Regions from separate parts of the Anas platyrhynchos genome. Here region 1 is linked to region 2. The links are chromatin contacts, called in public Hi-C maps. All regions are on one chromosome and are shown on one strand. Each heading gives the region's core, a stretch centred on a gene start, on an enhancer-like site or on the middle of the called end of the contact. The rest is flanking DNA. Distances are from core to core; before and after follow the strand shown.

Region 1 (2,700 bases), core at 192-2,691, 73 kb after region 2:
CTGTAGGGAAAAGCAATTGGGAAGGAAGCAAAAAAAAAATAAATCACACAAAGTCGAAGGCTCGGTGCCAACCATTAACTCTCACTCCATTTTGGCTTCGCTCTCTTGTTTTTCCCTCTCTGTATTTTTATCCCTCCGGGACCCAACACGCCGCGGTGTTTTTTCGGATGAGAGCCCAGCAGCTCCACGCTGCTCCCCGCCGGGTCCCCGCTCCCAAAGCCCGGGCGCGGAGCGCAGCGCGCCGGGCAGCCAGGGGCCGCCGTGACCTCGCATAGCCCCGGCCCCGCCGCCGGGGCCAGCCCGGCCCACGCACGATCGCGGCTGCCCGCACACGCGCCGTGCTGCCCCCGGCCCCCCCAGCCCACCCGGGACCGCCCCACGCCCCCTCCACGCCGCTCCCCCCCCCCGCCCTCTCCGCGTCCTCTCCGCGCACGCCCCGCGCAAGGGGCGCGCAGGAGCCTCGCAGGGGGATGCGGGCAGCGCTGCGCGCCCCCCACCCACGCAAAAATAATAACAACGTATTTTTTACAGCAAATAAAAAATAAATAATTATTAAAAAAAAAAAAAAAAAAAAAACAACGGGCGGAAAAACGCCCATCGCCACAAGGCGCGCGGGTACCTTGGGGGTGCCCGGGGGGTCCCCGCACCGCACCGCACCCCCCGCAGCGCACAGCCCGCAAGTTGGCCGCGGGCAGCCCGGGCTGGGCCGGCTCTCGGGGTCCCTCTAGTGACACGCGTGGGGAGGGCGAGCAGCGGAGCCGGCACGGCTCGGCTCGGCTCGGCGCGGCGCGGCACAAGCATCCCGCGGCACAAGCATCGCGCGGCGTGGCACGGCTGGGCGCGGCGTGGCACGGCTCGGCACGGCTCGGAGCGGCGCTTACCTTGGCGCTGCCGCTGCTACTCTCAACTTCTGGCGGCGGCGGGCCGGGGAGGAAGGCAGGCTGCCGGCAGCGCTCATCCGTGTGTGCCCCGGCGCTTGCCATGCTGCTGTCCGGCCCTGGCAGCGATCGCGGCTTTGGCTCGCCTTCCCCGCGCCCTGGCTTGCTCTCCTCGCTTTGCCTTTTTGGTATGTCAAGTCCCTGCTTGAATTTGTCTGGAGGATGTTATTTTGTTACGATTAGGTATTTTGTTATTCTAGAGAGCGAGCGAGCGCTTTCCTTCCTTCTCCTCTCTATTTTTTCCTTTTCTTTTTTTTTTTTTTTTCCTTTTCTTTTTCCTTTTTTTCTTTTGTTATTTTTTCTCCTTGTTCCCCCTTTTTTTTTTTTTTGCCTTTTTTTCCTCCTCCTCTTTCTCTCCTTCTGCTTTGGCTGCCCCTTGGGTGGCTCTCACTTTTTGTTGTGGTGGTGTTTACTGACTGCGTCCCCCTGGCCGGGGCGGAGGGGCCGGCTGCCTGGCTGCCCGCTGCTCCCGGCTGGCTGCCCCACGAGCGAGGAGACAGGCAAGGCGCTCCGGCTGCCCCCCTTTTATACCCCCCCAATGGGCATGCTCTGACTTCCCCAGCGAACACCAGCCCGGCCACGCAGCCAATAATGTTGCAGAGCGATCCCTCCCTCTTTCTCCCTCCCTTCTTCGTAACCCTGCGAAGTCCAGCTCGGGGAGCGACGGGAAGTTCCAGCCGCAGGCTTTCCCCGCCCGGGAGGGGGCTTTAGCCCACCCCGGCCGGCCCCCGGCCTGGGGGGGCCCGGGGGCTGCGCGCATCCTCCGCCTCCCCCCGCAGGTGAGGGGAGGAGATGGGGGCCTGCGCCGCCAGCCCCTGCCCGAGGTGCTGGGGCACCCTCTGCGCGCCCCTCCTGCCCTCCAGAGAGCCGAAATTCCCGGGGGGGGGGGGGAGCAGAGGGAGCAGCAGGATTTGCAGCTCCAGCCCTGCTTTTGGGTCTCACTCCAGGTGCGCACAGGGCGCAGGTGGACATGCCACCCCTCCCGCCCTGCGCTGGACCCCAAAACCTCTCCTGAGGGCTCCCCACTGAAGGTGCAGACATATGGGGGTGCTGGCAGCACGGCCACCCCCGGGCTCACACCGTGGCCATACCCCGCATTACATTATCCCCGCATCATCAGATGTGAGCCCCCCGCTCTGCCTGTGTGCATCCCTGGGGACAACATGGATGGTCCCACTCTGCGGGGCACGGGGGCTCAGGTTTTGCACCCTGAAGGGCACCTCCCGAAATCGGTAGCTGCTCGCTGGGTTGCCCCCGCTCCACTTGAGCTTGTGCAAGCTGTTGCCTTTAAGCCAAGGGGACTTTTCCCAGGCTTCACTGTGAAGCGGTGCGCGATCCGAACGCGCGCCCGTTGTGATCGCCGCTCCGCTGGTGCTGCATGGCAGTCACGCCGTGCTGCACCCAGCAAAACTCCCCTTCTCCCAAAACCCTGCCCTGCTGTGGAAGCGGCTGCCTCAGAGGTGGGCTGAAAGGACCCTCCTTGCTTTCCACCAGCACCAAAGTCAGCACCCGCTGCCCGCATCCTCGCCGCTGCCCGGGTGGGCGTCCGCTTGCAGGGATGCACAGCTCAAGTTGCACTGCAAGGCATGCACCCGCCGTGGCGCTGAGAGGGGCAGAGCTGCCCAAAATTGCGCCGCAGGTTGTTGCATCTCAAGTGATGTTGGCATGGTAGGGCAAGGGCTCAGCAGCCCTCACTCTGACGTGCACTAAGGAAACTCTTTTTTAAAGTTTTTTCAAGTTTGCACTTGTTTCTTTCAAGAAT
Region 2 (2,700 bases), core at 2-2,501:
GTCATTTTGATGGAACTGACATTTTTGGCAAAGCCAATGTAAATTCCAGTGTTTTGTTTTGTTTGTCAAAAAAAAAAAAAAAAAAAAAAGCACAACAACAACAACAGAAAATGTCCAAATATGTAATATTGACATTTTCAGAACCAAATGTTTTACTACTTCATTCTAGCACATTTCTTAAAATTGAAATTGACTTTTTCATAGACATACCAAAAAGAGGCTACCTGGAAAAGAAGGTCTAAGTTCTTCTAAAGTACTTGGGGTTTACACAGCTTTTAGCTTTTTACTCCAGCTTGAGACTTTAGCCCGTTCATCACCTAAGAGGCAATGAGATGCCCTCTTTTGGGACACACGTTAGCCATTGGCTAACCTGGTTAGTTCTGAAGATGTTTCCAAAGAGCCCTATCCATGGCTTGTGACATTTTGGGCTGTTCTGAGTTTTCTTCCAGCTGAGCCATGCAAATGCCTATAAAATGCATCTTTAGCAGGGTACCAAAGTGTCGAGGCAAAACAGGCTGAAACCCATGTTGTCACATCATGTCCGAAAGTGAGATAAATCAAAAATATAGTCAGGCTTTGCTGGATTCCTAAGTGCTGTTCTCCCTGAAAGTGCTCGAGGGCCAGAAGAGCTGAGGGAGAGAGGAATTTGAGGGTTTTTGCTGCTGCTATAGAAGCACACAGGATTAAGCAGGGATTTTGGCTAAAGTGTGAGGCATTGAGGAGCTGCTTCTGAGGTTGTTGGTGGTGTTCTGGGGACAGATTTGGATTGTCCAGTTCCTCCCAGGTGTCAGGCATGGTGGATAGGTAATGCAGCACATCTCCCAGGGGAGGCAGGGTGGTACAAGACCATGTCTGGGGGACTCTTGCTGCCTCACTTGTTGCCAAACCATGGGGCCATCAGAAGATGCTGATAAGAAGCACCGGTGTGGCTCTTACTGTTTTTAAGCTCCTGTGCAAGTACTGGCTCTAAGTATTGATCTCAAGGGATGCTATTCTCCCCTGTCAATTATATTGCTTTGGAAATACAAAGAGAAGCTAGGAGGAGTGAAAAGCTGAGCAGTGGGTTGGTTTCGGTGGACCTGGGAGGCCAGTCTGGGTTCTTCTGCTTCACTGCAGCCCCAGCAGCCCCAACTCCACCCTTTCCCTGGGTGTCCCAGTTAGGAAAAGAAGAGGTAACTACGTGCCAGCTAGTACCTTCTTATCTAGTCACAGTATGTTCCCCGAAGGGAATTTTTGGCCTGGGTTTGTGTGTGTGTGTGTGTTTTTATATGCTTTATTTTTATCTCAGAAAGGATAGACAGTACATTATGTCTTCAGTCCAGGAGGTTACACATTAGATAAGAGACAGGCAGATACAATACAACTGCTCTGTGGAGTTATGTTCCTGAGACAGGCAGCACCGGGAATGTAGCAGGTAAATAAATTGCTTCCATCCCCCCGCATCCAGGCGGTTGATTTTGTGTCAACAAATCCAGATCCAAGCAGAGATTTCAGTGTTCATGTTCCGGCAGCCAGAGAATAAAGTCCACAGTGCTCCCTCTGCCTCTGCTCACCCCGTGCCCCATCCCTTCTGCTCCTCCTCCTGCTTCCCCTCGCCCCCACCTGCCTGCCTCCAAGCTGCGGTCCAGCAGTCACCCCACACTGCTGTCAGTGCTGCTGTCACTGGGGTGAGGAACCCCCCAAGACCTCTCCCCTGTGCCTCACATGGGGCGGTGGGGCAGATAAAAGCACCGGAGCAGCGGTGATGCTACTGGCACCGAACTGGAGCCAGGGGTGCAGCTGGGTGCAGGAAGGATGCGTGCCTGTGTGGGTAACGGTGGTGTCAACAGCTTTGTGAGAGCACGTTAACAGAAGTTGGAAAAGGGATGTTTTTATGGCCATAAATAAATAAATAAATAAATAATATATTTGGGCATTAATAGCTAGCATCAGAGCTGTTCTACCTCTGATCCTCCTTACCCCTTTCTTGAGCATCCCTTCTGGATGCTTCTTGAACTATGTGGGCTACTTAGTGCTGCAGACAGGATACTAAATTGTAAAGGGTGAGCTGCAGTGCGTCGACTCCTTCCTTTCCTTTCCGTCCTTGAGATAACAGCAGCAGCAGGCTGCGGTCCCCCAGCATCACCTGGCAGCTCCCACCACCCACCCAGCCTGCCCTGGGCAATACTGTGGAGGCATTTTGGCTCACCCCATGGCTCTGTGCCCTCCCTCACTGCCCCTAAAAGCTCCGTCCCGCACTGGGAAGATTAACAACACCTTGCGGCTCCACCGTGCTGCGATGGAGATGGTGGTGCCGGGTTTATTTTTTCAGGAGAAACAGATAAAGGCGGCACCAGCTACTACGCCACACCGAAGCTAAATGAGTAAATTTATGATTCTTCTCCTGAAAGACGTGACAGGGGGTTTTTGGATATTGAGCCCCAGCCTAGCAAAGCCTGTGACCCCTGTATCAGTCTGACAATGAGCAATTGTGGCCGTGCTGCCCCAGCATCCATCAAATGCAATGATTAAGTGACTTGACTGGCATGGCAGAGATAAAAGTCATTGTAAGTAAACATTGTCACAAGAGTGATGGCTCCCACTTAGAAAATGTTGTCTTAACTTAGGCTTTAGTTTCTGGGTGTTTCCACGATGCTCTCAACGTGCCGTCTGTGGGCTTTACAAATATTACCCGGCCTTTAATGAGTATGCCTTTGTGGT

Evidence for each region. Hi-C and Micro-C count contacts between places; a contact is called where the count stands out from the background.
Region 1: a Hi-C map of liver shows a contact between it and region 2, with 4 times the contacts expected there. The contact joins the promoter of IGF2 here to the enhancer-like site in region 2. A contact is called at or near these places in 3 of 8 Hi-C or Micro-C datasets (liver, skeletal muscle and subcutaneous adipose tissue).

What each region holds. Positions count from the first base shown.
Region 1 is chr5:28,321,106-28,323,805 of IASCAAS_PekinDuck_T2T, forward strand. It overlaps IGF2 (insulin like growth factor 2), which reads right to left and starts at 1,442. Exons shown (of 4, transcript XM_027457601.3): 1 at 882-1,442. The coding sequence starts at 983.
Region 2 is chr5:28,248,025-28,250,724 of IASCAAS_PekinDuck_T2T, forward strand. No RefSeq gene overlaps it. Among named protein-coding and RNA genes, the nearest start is that of IGF2, 73 kb to the right of the region's middle. Within about 2 kb of position 1,252, at least 3 of the 8 cell types and tissues checked have an H3K27ac peak or open chromatin away from gene starts, as enhancers often do.